3 separate regions of the Mus musculus genome follow, and regions 2 and 3 are each linked to region 1. A link is a contact called in public Hi-C data. All regions are on one chromosome and are shown on one strand. The core of a region is the stretch at or near the end of the contact, and the rest is flanking DNA. Distances in the headings are between cores, read along the strand shown.

Region 1 (4,400 bases), core at 797-3,296:
TATGTAGAACTAGAGAGACAACAACAGAAAACACAGCAAGAGTGAGGGCATCAGCTTCTTTTCCCTGGGCCCTCAGCTCTTGGCAGAGCCATCTTTTGGCCTGTGTCCAGCGTGTCTGCATCAGTAACTCACACGCAGGCACTCCCAGAGGCATCTGCGGACTGGGGTACAGCTCAGTACCACACCTATGCTGCCTGGTACAAGACAGACCGCTCCTCCTGATTAAAACCTCTTGAAGCAGAAAAGAAAGTACAATAAGGTCTCCCTCCTGGCAACCCCTCTACATGGGCCACAGAGTCCTCCAAATTCTCAGGTATGGCTGTCTACGGGGCAGGACCTCCACCAAGGTGGCTAAGATGAACTCACTGGCTGGGGCGGGGTTAAGGTGTGACTATAAACACTGAGAGGCACAGCATAAATAAGTCAAAGAGGGGGAATGTGAAGACACCATTGCTGCCGAGACTGATGTTCGACTTGAGGTCCGTAGAGCTGCGGAGACATTAACTACTAAGTCATAAAGATACTTGGGCGATCTATTATCCTGATGCAGTTGTGGGAAGGGTTTTTTTTTTTTTTTAAGGCATCAGAGACAAGCAGCCCCCTGAAAAGATGTTCTAGTGCCCTTAGGACTGTGTGTCTAAGAGTCACCCACTGCCACTGCCAGCTGAAAAATAAATTTCAGGCTTTTAAGCCTTTAAAGCAACCCCACAGGGCCCGTGTGGTTGCCCCAGACTACAAATGGCTGGAGGTGTCAGGACAAGAGGTGGCAGGGCCAGGACAGGTAAGCTGGATCCAACTCACACCTAGAAGGCATGTGACACCTAGGACCTCACACTCAAATTCCCAGAATGGAGAGCAATGATTGTGGACAGAGGCGACTCTGGAGTCCACACAGCGCTGCCTCTCAACGATTGAGGCTGGGAATTCCAGACTGGATCTGTGGAGTGGGATGCGAGACCAGACCCTGCGAGTAAGCTCAGCAATGCAGCTCAGATTCTGCTACAGTAGAGCGCAAATGCCAACCTCCTGTGTAGAGCTCGCACGCGACACAGCACTATGCAGAGAGCTGACCCCAGCGAGGGGGGCTTGGAGTAACAACCACATCACAACTAAAGGTAAAGGTTGAGAGAGATTTCAAATCACATCAAGAAGACCCAGAGGTGAGACCTGTGGCAACATAACCTCAAGTCCTGTTTCCTGGCAGTCAAGGTAGTGGGGCAAAAATGGTGGTGTTGGGCTGGAAAGACAGCTCAACGGCTGTGAGCATATACTGCTCTTCTTGTGTACCTGGGTTCTTTGCACCCTCAGATGGCTCATAACTGCCTGTACATCTAGTTTTAGGGGCTCCACTGCCCTCTGTCCTGAGAACAACCTGCACACACATGATGCGCACATACACATAAATAAAAGATGAATAAATAAGTCCTTTTTATAGACTGACAGTATCCTATCCCAAGTTCTTAGAGACAAAAGCGTCCGAGAATAGGCACACCCTCCGTTGGATGGGTGTTTTACATACAATGCCCACACTGAAGAGTCTTAAACTTCTAACAGGTTTGCATGTAAGGCAAGTAATCATAGGAAACTGAATTTTGGACTGTGAGACCAGGAAGGACTCTGGCAGTCTCTGCTGTAGGTGCTGACTCCTGAGAAGGCAATGCCAACGTCCTCCTGGATGGTGCACCGGCCTCCATCCTCACCACTGAGTGAGCCATCCAGGAGGCTGAGGGGTACCCACAACACAGCTATACCACGCCTCTATGGGATCCTAACCCAGCCGTCTAAACAATGTTGAGTATAGCAGCCATGAGGCCTTTCCCCTCTCTCCACCCTCAGACAGAGAATTTACTGAGATTTCCATGCTGGTTCAATGCCCACGGCTGCCTCGAGGCCAGGCAACGGCTGCCCAGGGACTGCATTCACTTCCCATTTGCCACAAAGAGAACATGTGCATCTAAACAGCCTGGGTCTCATAGCTTAGCGATCACGAGACGGCTGGAGACAGTGCACAAGAGGCACCCTACCGGTATGACGTAATGCCTCTGAACATCAGAGGAACAAATGTGCTCCCCCCACAACCCCCCAGCACAGCAAGCAAGCTGAGCGGTCGTCACAGATCTACCATGGCCACGCTGGCTTGACAGTTATGTACAGACTGCAAATATTCTCAAGGACCAAACGTGTATCCTATCTCCTCTGCGTCGTATAGCAGTAACTGTTAAAAGTGGAGGCCTTTTATAGGGACACAGAAACCACTTCACAATCTCACTCACAGCGGGAGGCTATCTCTCCACCCACCCTGGAGGTGTGACACACAGTTCTGCTTGGTGGGGATCCTGCCAGGCTGGCCTCAGAACCAGAAGCGGGTCCTGCTCTACAGCCAGCCAAACAGGGTTCAAGATTGGTAGTATGTCTCCTGTGAGAGCTACGAGGGACAAAATACTCAACTCAGGGCAGGAACATGCTGTTCTGAAATGCTAAGTGGGATGTAACACACTTTAACCACAACTAAAACCTCCTGCTTTGGTTCAGCGAGGTGAAGTCTAGGCAAGGGATGATGCAATCACCTTATTATTTTTATGTGTCTGCAGAAGGGCCAAACCGTCCTTTCTTTGCATCTTCATTTCCTCCTCCAGAGATTTAAAAAAAAAAAAAATTACCCTGAGAACCTGCCTGAAGTTCCCCTCCGGGCACCTGCACCTCCTCTTGGTTGCACGTTCACGGCTCCCTATCCCACAACGGCCGGGTAGCCCTGCAGGTGTAGCACCTGCCAGGCCCCACAGCACCCTCACACGTGGTGTGTGGTGTAGATCAACACAAGGATGTCTAGCCCAACACCCCGCCAGCCATTCGAACACACCCCAGTGCTTCAGTCTCCTCTCATATTTGCCTACACCCAGACAGATGCAGCCTGCGCCTGTAGGGTCCAACGCACTTGCTTCAAAAGCATGTCCGAAGCATGTAAAGGCAGCCAGGTGGACAGGGTTCCTGGCACCACTCAACGTGACAGAGAACGGGGTGATAATGGCACCCAGATTCTCGAGCACGCAGGGTTCAGCATCCGACACTAGAGTAGACCCCGTGGCTCTGGATGGGGTGCACTTGCTGACGAGCCAAGCTGCCCTCCCTCAGTAGCTACAGGGAACCCTCATTCAGAAAAGCAGCTCAATGCTATGGAGTGAATAACACAGCTCTTTCCGCTTGCCTCAGGGGAGAAACCGAAGCACTCGCCACCTCCAGTCACTAAACAGAGGTGGCATGTGTGGTTCAGTTCAGATATGAACAAAGCCTAAAACCAAAATGCCCAACCGCTCCCTCCAACTGCGACACACAATTGTGTCACAGACAAGAGCAGATAACAGTTCACCTTACCTCCTAGTGACTGCGTTTGCTACAAGAGGGACCTGCGACTACCATGTGAAGAGACCCCATCCTTCCGTGAGTCAGATCTAGTGTGATTTTACATTGATATTCATGCCTTTAATGGCAACAGTTTAAGAAAGCAACTTATCTTATTAAACTCCAGCTTTCAATTAATGAGGGCCTCTGGAGAACATGGCCCGAGGCCACACATCTCTGGTTGGTTTCATCCAAGCAAGCTATAATTTCGGCCTCTCCCTTGTTGGTGATTTATAGGAACCACCGTCATTTCTAAAAGCACGGAGTCAGATAGCATAGTGGGCTCCCTTTCTTAGGAAAGCGAGACGGACAGGCTTCAAGTTTAAAGTATACAAATGCTCCTGTGCATATTGCTTTAGTGAAACTTGTGTTTTATCAAAGCTGATCTGTGTGGACCCCCGTTTTAGCTCCACTTTATCTGATGCTGGGTTCTCCTGTTGTCTGTGTACACTCCAATCAACTCATGCCTGCACATGTCCCAGACCAAGGGGGAAGGAAGCAGTGTAAACCAAAAGGTGTTTCTTGTGATCAGACAAAGGGTTTCCACTCACTCACTGTCCCATCTGCAGGGGTCTTAGCTTTAGGCTGGGCACTTGGAGGACATCCCCTCAACAGCTACCCTAAAGGGCTGACAGGCCTTTCCCAGCAACCTAGCCCATGGCCAAAATACCCACAAGTGGACATCTTTCATAATTAGTGCCCACAGGTGCTGAGGACTATGTGACATGCACTTGATGTCACCTGGCCCAGGTATGGGTATAAGAGCGGCAGCTGAGCCATGGAGACGGCCCTGATGACAGCTATGGGAGATGAGTGTGAAATGGGGTTGTCGAACATTGACGCATCCCTGACACGAAGACGAAGAGGCTTCAAACATAGGCTGCAAGATATGAATGACCCTTCAGCACTCAGCTAAACGCAAACTGCCTGCTTTCTCCATGACCTTCCAACAACCAGTCCCTCTGAGCTTCTCTCTGGACCCACTGACTCCCTGAACAGCT
Region 2 (4,400 bases), core at 1,126-3,625, 240 kb before region 1:
AAACACTAATAAACAGGAAGCTGAAGAAAAAAAAAAAAGTGATGCGATTGTTCTGAATGTTTTTCTGTTAAGGGTGTCTGGGCCGCACCATGCAGTGCCATTCCCGGCAGGCCCTGTAGGTGGCGGTGTTGAGAAAGAAATGAAGCAGCCTGAGCCTCTCCGCAGCTGCTGGCCTCCCGCTGAGGCTTGGGCTCCCGGCCCTAAGGAGCCCGCTCCACTTCCCAGCACTTTCCTCTTTATGTGTCCCAAACAAAGTTGTAGGATATCAAGGAGGAGAAGATGGCTGTTCCTGTGGAAAATATATTTTTCTTCTTTATTTTTCATGTTGAATAACAAGGATATTATATTTCCTCAAACCCTTGCATGAGGGTGTGTGTGTGTGTGTGTGTGTGTGTATACATGTAGCAGAACACAAACAATTTAATAGCAATATGCATCCCTTTGTTTGTTTTTATGACATGGAATTATCCACAATCTGAGACTGTTGTGATTTCAAAACACTAAGAAAGTTTGAAGTTTTATTTCCTCTATTTTTTTAAGGAGTGACTTTAATATCCACAATGACCATTGCCTTTGTCTCATTATCCACTTCAAGATTAAAGTCTACCCTCACCTTCCCAGGCCCTCTACCTTTCTCGAGTCCTGGCCCCTGTCAGCTGAGGGGTTTGGAGGCTCTTGCCTCTGAGAGCACACAGAAGGTAAAAGGAAGTGACCCTCGGGTGTGTCCATTGTCCCGTCAAAGCAGAGCCCTGGGCTGGCCCTTCTGCCTTCTGTGGCTTCCCACTTCTCTGTGAGACTGGGACACACAACCTTTGCCTCTAGGACTACCTAAAATGGTCCCACCTCCTTGTTTGTGTTTTTCCATAGCTGAGAGACCAGGAAGGAAACAGGGGTACAGGTTGCTGGAAATGAGAGCCGAGCACACAGGAGCTACAGTCTGGACAGATGCCAGTCCCTGCCAGAGGCAGGGCACCCACAACACTGATGTCCCTGAACCATTCCCCTGGGGCCTCATTTGAACTTCGAAGTTCCATGAGCCTATCAATGAAGCCCACACACTGTCTTACCTATCCCTCTCCTGGCTTCTTAGTTTTTGTGTGGGTTGCTAAGTGGAACCCAATGACAAAACTGGAAGACTACTATAGACACTTCTACAGGGCTGTGAGGCTGACGGGAGGAAACGGAATGCCAGAGGTCTGGCTGGCTTGAGCTCTGTTTGGTTCAGTAAAATATTGCTGTTGTTTATGTCAAAAAGTGGGAGAGAAGCCAGGCAGCCAAGCATGATAACAGAGATCTCTAATGTCAAGCACTTGCGGGGCTGGGGTAGAAAGGCCAGCCTGGGCTCTCAGGGAGTCCCAGGCCGGCCTGGGCTATATAACCTTATGAGACCCTGTCTCACAAGAACAGCAAGATCAGAAAAACAAGGTGGGAAAAAGACCGTTGGAGACACCTTGGGCTCTCAATCGGCCATACCCCTAGAAAAGGCTTCTCTGGGTTCACCCTCTTGGGGAAGACCTGGATTCTGAGTAAGGGATTTTTCTCCTAGGTTCTGAGGAAGGTCTCAGGGGTAAGGGTTTCACAGTGAAGTTTGTGCTTACATTTTATGACAGAGATGAAAAGAAACCCTGTGTCCTAGGCTCCAGCGTATTTCTTTGAGGACCCGGCATGGGGTCATTGTTCTTAGAGTCTCTGGCTCCATTTCACAGACACGTAGCACATTCTACATTCTAGGGTTGGCTATGAAGACAGGCAGTATTCTCAGAACTATTTTTAGCATTTTATTTTCTGTTCAGGGTCAAGAACTTCACCCACCTAAGTCAGGTCCCACTACATGGAATGTTCCAGAAAGCAAAACGTCCAGCTGCCTGTCTTCTATTCTAGGCCTAAGTTATTTGAATTAAATCCCAAAGCCAAATTAATTCTACATACTCTGCTGCTTCTGTGTCAGGGACATTGATTCTCCAGTTATCAGGGGTTCTTGCAGATCCCTGCAACCACAGGACTCCGAAACCACAGGGTTGCGGAGAAGATATGCAGATATCCTCTTTAATGGCAATTTCAGTTATGTTCATTAGAAAGTGTGATGCTCACCCCCGGGGGCCAGGGGCTGTCCATCTCAGTCACTCTACCCTCCCGTGGGCCTGCTTTAAGTCATCTTTCTCTGGGGTGGTGGCTTTCACAGTCATGTGAGTTTGGTACATGGCTGCCTTGAGTTTAGCTACAATATATAGTCGTGGTGTGTGTGTGTGTGTGTGTGTGTGAGAGAGAGAGAGAGAGAGAGAGAGAGAGAGAGAGAGAGAAATAAAATACCCTCTGCAAGGTCCTGTGGAGGTCACCGTCCTTAAGGACTCTGCCACCTGCAATGTGGTTGGACAAGAGTGAGTGTCCCAGGGCTCTTTTTATCGTGCAGTGACAATGTAGGGATTTCTATGGCAGAAGCTCGCGGGGTCATTTTTAAACTCGGGTGCATTGAGCATAATCGGCTAATTTTGGCTTTTAGTACTTCTGTAATTGAAGACAGACAGATTGCTAATTCGGTGTGTTTGAAACTTCCTCAAGATCGTTTGAGCAGCCTTGAGGCCAGGGTTGGTCATACTTTCATTTTAAACATAGTTATTTTCCCTCGGGGAAATGAGCAGGCCCTGCTTGGTGTGTGGTCTGGTGACTTGTTGATTTCAGAGTCCCACAGTATGGACATGAAGCCTGGTGGGGACGGCTGCTGGCTCACGGGTCACCTGACTGCCTTTGCGGAGGGTCCAGCTTTTGTTCTTATTTATAAGAAGGGTGACAAGAGGTCTTTGGTGGTGTGCCTGTGGGACTTAGCTGTTGGATTTCCAGCTTAACTGTCAAATGCAGAGTCTGATTCTCTGAGCTTGCTTTCATCTTGTTCCTAGGAAGAAATATTAGCTACTGCCCCTTTTTATGTTCTTATGTATTTCTATTCTGTATATTTTACCCTGCACAGCTATGCATGACGACAGGTCATTTGAGGCTTCTGAAAGAGAATTTTGTTAGCCAACCTCAGCTTTTTGGTGTTTTGGTTTGGTTTTGGACACCAAGTCACTAGTGACCCAATAAGAGAGACAGTTCAGAAATTAAGACGAGTTGACATTTACCTAAATCTGACTCCGTGGCCTCTGTGGCTCTGGTTTTTGTATTATTTCCTCAGACAAGCTGTAGCATTGGCCCAACATCAGAACTTTTCAGATCCAAGAGCAACACGGTGTGGACTCACTTCCTGTCCGAACTGCACGGACTTACCGACTCTGTGGGCTTTATGATGCAGAAGCAGTGTTCAATAGCTCATAAAGTTTATATCTCACACAAACTTACCTGTGATATTATTAATTACTATTTGGCTGCCTAGAAACTATTTTTCCTGTGGCCCTGTAATACCTCTTGTGGAGTAACATTGAAAAAAAAAATAAGTAAGGACCCTCATAATACAAAATAAATCTGACTTGCCTTTCTTGTCACTTACAGATGGGTTTTTAAAAAGCATCTTGCCTTTCCTATCAACAAAGCCCCCCACCCTCCCCCCCGTTTTTGTCAGTTCTTCTATTTATTTTGAAATACTAAACAATCGACTTCACTTGTCCTCGCGGCTTCTTATGTCTTGGGGGAATGACTCACTGATTTAGGCTCTCAGTCACCAGGGGCCAATGTCAGGATCCACAGAAACTTCCTGTTGTTTCGAATAGCTTCCCCCCAACCCCCTACACCCTCCCTCCTTCGAGGTGACAGAGTCTAGAGAATTCACAGGGCGTGGGGGGTGGGTCGGAGGTGGCGGGCTGGGTTATTTGACTTCTGAAATGAGTTTTAAAGTATCAGATTTAAAAGTGTGTCACTTACCAAACCCAAGATGTAGTGTGTCCCTGAGGTTTCTTGGTAGTGTTCTTGCTCCTGTGCTTCGTGCAATTAGAAAAAGAAAAAAAAAAAAATCACCTTTTGGTTTTTAGATTGTAAAAGCATCACTCCTGCCAGCAGACCTGGAGAGGGCCGTGGTGAACGGGGATTTACTTATTGCGGGACAGGGTAGCCAATAAACTGTCACCCTCTCCTGTGCTTAGGGTGTTCAGGGTATTTGTTAATGTTCAAAAAAAAAAAAAGTGGGATCACAATTCTGAGACACCAAGCGTAGATTACTTCATAGACAAAGAGTGGAAGCTGGAGATCGAGATCGGCGGGGCTGGAAGGGAGGAGGTGGGGGAGGGAGTGTAATGGGGCCAGCTTCAGTTTGAAAAGACAAAAATGTCCTAGAGAAAGGTGCTGCTGTCCATTGCGCAGCAACGTGAATGGAAACAGGACACTGAAGGACACACAGAGATGTGGTTAAAGTGCTCAGAGTGCTGTGACCATTAGCACAGTTTAAACAATGCACACACATCTGTGGAAATTGG
Region 3 (4,400 bases), core at 687-3,186, 160 kb before region 1:
TTCTTGACTCTTGTCTGACATCTCCCACCCCCTTCACAGTCTAAGAGTTGGTAATTAATTAGCCTTGACCTTAACCTTTGACACCACCCAGCCATCCAGATGGGTTATCCACACCTGGTAACTGACCTGGGGTCACCCCTCCACTCTGCCCAGCTGCCGCCCTACTGGGCTGAATTTTATGTTTGCTTGTCTTTCTCTGAATCAGATTTTTTTCTGGTCACTTACTATAGCTGACAGCTCCATGCTGGCATCACTCTTCAGTCTGAAACCTACAGCTTTTTTTCCTCCCTTACTCTGATATACTTTCTTCATTTGCTTTTCCCATTGGGCCCAAGAATGGAGATCAGGGTGTGCTGTCTTTGAATCAAGGTGGAAATGTGTCTACAGAGTCCCCTCCCTGCCCCGGGTATCCTGAGCTACTGAGCTAAGCAATGTGGTAAAGGATTCTGTCCTGGGCTGACCCAGGCTCTACAGCTAGCAATACAGATTCCCCTTGACCCCAGGGTTTCCTCCAGGGAGCCCAGCATCCTCCCTATGAGCTGCTCCTCCTGCTCACATTCTTTAGCTGATGCTTTTGTGCTGGGTTCTATCCTTGTGGTTTTCTGCATTTATTGGGGGCTTTCTGCATTCCTCGCTCTGAGGTTGCCATTTGAACAGCTCTCTGGTCACCCTGGCTAGAATTCGGCAGCTCTTCTCCCATGTTGGCTGGTACACCCTGCTTCCTGCCAGGACCCTGCTGCTCTCGGGGTGGATCTGGGCTAAGCTCCAGAAGACACAATTCCCAGCTCTGACTCCATCCACATGCCCAGATGTTCCTCTGCTCATTTCTCCTCTCTTCTCTTCCAAAGCCAGGGAGCATCTTGAGTGAGAGAAGGCACAAGCGGGTCCACAGCACTCATTCGGTCCATTTCCTCTCAAAAACTTTGTAGCAAACACAAGGGTGGGCGTGGAGAGCAGATTCCTCCCAACTTGGAGGGGCCTCACAAGCCAGCGCTGCAGGCCTTCACTCCCATATCATCTCTGACCATTTGGTAGTGACTGACCTGGCTACGACATCTGTGCTTAAGAAGAGTGTGCAATGAGGGATTCTCAGTGCCTTTGGAGCTCAATATTTTACTGGTCTATAAGCAACCTGCTACTTACGTTCCAAGCTGAGAACCTAGCCGCCACACATACAGCAGTGTGTTCGAAGCCACAGTTGAGCAGGGCAGATCTGAGGATGAAATCCAGGTTGTCCAGCCTTTCCTACTGGTGTCTTTAAAGCTGAAAGCTGGTCTCTTAGGAGGTCAGATGACTGCCTGCCTCCCAGTCTGTGTCTATTGCTAGCTACCCGGAGTGCAGGAAAGGGGGAGAGGTGGGCTGGATAGGGCAGACAGGGTATGAAGGCAGAACACAAATAGAAGCTGCAGGAGGAGCCAGCACACTGGGTGTGAACCTTGGAGACACAGCAGAGCCAGAGATCAGAGCCCCTGGGAATGCCAGTTGGGGTGGGGGTGGGGGGTGTGGTGAGGTGGGGTGGGGGGCTGCCGAAACTGCTGCTGGGGGTGGGGGTGGGGGGTGGAAGGATATTTCACGGGGCCAGAGAAAAGGAGTCCATTGGCCTTAGTAAAGGGACAACATCTTGTTTTATTAAAAGCCTGTTGCTGGCTGGATAAGCCGTCTGCCTGCTGAGTGGGCAGGGGCCCAATATTACTGTGGCTAATTCGGAGCCAGTGTTGGAGAGCTGACATCAAACCAGGAAACGCTCGCGCGCGCGGCTCTCTCCCTCTCCGGCTCTCCCTCTCCCTCCCTCCGCCTCCTCTTCTCTCATTCTTGAGCTTGAATCTACTGTGCATGATATGTGTGCATGTGTGTCCGTGTGTCTCTCTGTGTGTGACATTATGTACACTTGCTGGGAGTTCACCCCATGGCTCCCTCCTCCTCTTCCTGTCCTCTACTCCCTCTGCCAAGCACCCCAGCCCCACCTTTGCCCCTGGCCTCCTCAGTCTCCGCCCCCAGAAGACTTGAACAGAGAAGACCCAGACTATGGCCTGGGGTTATTTACTGAGACGCCTGGGGAGGAAAGTTTCGAAATGACCAAACCCACCCCTTTCCAGATCTCCATTTGTAGGTTAAAAGAAAAAGTAAAGGAAGTCATTTCAAAAGAAACCAGGAGGAAAGCGGCTCTCTTCGGCAGCATGTGTGATTATTATTAATATTAGACTTGTTTAAGGCAAGGGAAAAATGTAAAATGGCTTTTTTCCTGTTTTTATCGTAGTTTTTTGTTGTTGTTGGTTTTGTTTTTTGTTTTTTTGTTTTTTTGTTTTTTTTTTTCCTTTTTTCTTCTACTGTCTTGGGAGTCAGAAGGGCAAACAGTAATTTCAGAGTAAGATGGAAGCCATCATCTCCTTAGTTCATGTGATGTCTTTCTGGGAATTGGGAGAGTGAATGAGTTTCATGTAAACGCCTATAATCACTTTTCCTGCTAAGGTTTTAGAGGACTCTGAGTCTCCCAATTTGCTGTAACTTAAAGTCACCCAAATTGCTTCCACTTTTACCAAAAAAAAAAAAAAAAAAAAAAAAATTAATTATTTATCCAGATTTTAAGCTGTAAAAAAAAAATAAATGAAAAAGTTTTTTTCACTGGTTGGTTGTCTGAGGTGACTTATTTAATTCTTTGATAAGGTTAAAGCAAATTGCCCCTATATAAAATAGAATATGATAATTTATTGGCATCTCTGTAACCCTGCTTTCAAACAATAAACTTTGAATGAAGAGCCAGAAAGGTATAAATGTCTTTAAATTAATAATTTTAATGTATCATTCACAGAGATAAGGGGATTCCAAGACAAGAGAAACATAAAGTGTACCTGACAATATCTTACTACATGTTGCAAGCAAGAAGGCATATTGTGTGTATTATGTATGTATGTGCATGTGTATGCGTTTTTGTTTATGTATGTACATGTGTGTATATGTGCATGTGTGTGTATGCATAGTTGGTATAATTTCACTATGCTGAGGTTATCATACAAAATTCATGCACTGATTCCTAACCACAGTCCTAAGCCTGTCTCCCTAAGGCTACTCACCCATTTGACATATCTTAGAAGGTCGTTTTCTGTCTTTGACAGAAGTCTCCGATTTGACGGTCAGGATCCCGGAGAAGACTCTCCAGCCACAGGGCTGATCATGGTGGCTTCTCTCCAGATGGGTGAAGTAGAGCATTGCTTTTGGACTCTGCTTATATACTGGCCAGTGGGAGCCATGGGATTCTAGGCTTATGCCTGGTTAGCTTGAGTAAATGATGGGACTGAGTTCTGGTGAACAGGTATAGCCTTGGGTGTAGTGGGATGCTGACTAAGCTATTTTCACATGTCTAAACAGTATTTTTTTTTAAACTATGCTTCTTATACTTCATATTTGAATATTCCGTTTTTTAAGAGGGACGGGGAGATAGCTCTGTGGTTAATAATGCCTGTTGCCAAGACCAATGGCCTGGAATTGGTGTGTGTGTGTGTGTGTGTGTGTGTGTGTGCACTTTTATATTATTTATCACATATAAATCATCATATTGATATAAACCTAAATCAGGTAAACACACAGCTTTTTCTATACGTATCAATACTTTATAAATTAACTTCATGGAAGTCTTTAAAATTATAGGGACAAGTAAACATGGCACAGAAAAGAGAACAGTGTGGCACATTAAATCCAGCCTACCTTTTCTAAACTTTGTCTGTGAGGTTAAAAAATGTTCAACAAATCTGATTTTTCCCTGTCCTCTAGTTACCAAAGAGAAAGATAATGAGAAGATTACTGTGGTAAGGGAACGCACAAGAGGCAGAATCCACCCCCACCCCAGCGGGGCATGGGGGCTCTATCAGCTGGCAGGGTGTGTTTTTCTAGAATGTCTTTGCTGGTTGATTTAAACCACTAACTCCAAGTTTTTAATATAGCACTTTCCGTGAGTCACTGGGCAGAAAGCCCATCCCAAGGCAGGCAAGAGTCCAAGACAGAAACAAGCAGGATCCAGCTACAAGCTGGATAGCACAGCTAAACATTCATAATTAAGAAAGCTCCAGTCACTCTGAGATTGCCTCCTTCTTGATAAAAGAAGGAAAACGTTATTGAAAACCAGGGTGAGGGAAGGGAACCTCCGAGAAAATGCTGACCAGCAGCAATGCTAACAATCAACTTGGTGTCCAGGGGAGGAGTGGCAAGCTGCTTAGCTCTTCAAAGGGAACTCAGCATCCTGCGGACTCAGTGCAGGGCAGGTGCACACAAGTGCAGGAGGCCGACCGGTCCCTTCTGAGAAAGCAGAAGGTGGGGGTGGGATCACAGGAGGCCCCGGTGAACAAATTTTTTCTGCGTGGAAAATCACTCAGGGAGCAAAACATGTCCAAGCCTTAAGAACAAGC

What was found. A called contact is a pair of places that touch in the nucleus more often than the background predicts.
Region 2: a contact with region 1 is called in a Hi-C map of bone marrow-derived macrophages, with 36 read pairs. The contact joins two enhancer-like sites. A contact is called at or near these places in 3 of 15 datasets of contacts at CTCF or cohesin (the NIH/3T3 cell line, embryonic stem cells and large pre-B cells), 11 of 484 Hi-C or Micro-C datasets (the 63-12 cell line, B cells, CD4 T cells and 7 more) and 15 of 115 datasets of contacts at active chromatin or transcription factors (the 230-238 cell line, CD8 T cells, the HPC-7 cell line and 11 more).
Region 3: a Hi-C map of bone marrow-derived macrophages shows a contact between it and region 1, with 33 read pairs. The contact joins two enhancer-like sites. A contact is called at or near these places in 5 of 484 Hi-C or Micro-C datasets (bone marrow-derived macrophages, cardiomyocytes, cranial neural crest and 2 more), 6 of 115 datasets of contacts at active chromatin or transcription factors (CD8 T cells, T-cell acute lymphoblastic leukemia, effector CD8 T cells and 2 more) and 1 of 9 other capture datasets (embryonic stem cells).

Annotation. Positions count from the first base shown.
Region 1 is chr2:128,151,312-128,155,711 of GRCm38.p6, reverse strand. All of the region lies in intron 3 of Bcl2l11 (BCL2-like 11 (apoptosis facilitator)), which reads right to left. Among named protein-coding and RNA genes, the nearest start is that of Gm14009, 16 kb to the left of the region's middle. Within about 2 kb of position 2,046, at least 77 of the 459 cell types and tissues checked have an H3K27ac peak or open chromatin away from gene starts, as enhancers often do. A contact at or near this core is called in the 230-238 cell line, the 63-12 cell line, B cells and 5 more, where this site is marked.
Region 2 is chr2:128,391,851-128,396,250 of GRCm38.p6, reverse strand. All of the region lies in intron 1 of Morrbid (myeloid RNA regulator of BCL2L11 induced cell death), which reads left to right. Among named protein-coding and RNA genes, the nearest start is that of Gm14010, 29 kb to the left of the region's middle. Within about 2 kb of position 2,375, at least 56 of the 459 cell types and tissues checked have an H3K27ac peak or open chromatin away from gene starts, as enhancers often do. A contact at or near this core is called in the 230-238 cell line, the 63-12 cell line, B cells and 5 more, where this site is marked.
Region 3 is chr2:128,309,822-128,314,221 of GRCm38.p6, reverse strand. The region is part of intron 2 of Morrbid (myeloid RNA regulator of BCL2L11 induced cell death); the gene reads left to right. Among named protein-coding and RNA genes, the nearest start is that of Gm14010, 110 kb to the left of the region's middle. Within about 2 kb of position 1,936, at least 123 of the 459 cell types and tissues checked have an H3K27ac peak or open chromatin away from gene starts, as enhancers often do. A contact at or near this core is called in CD8 T cells and bone marrow-derived macrophages, where this site is marked.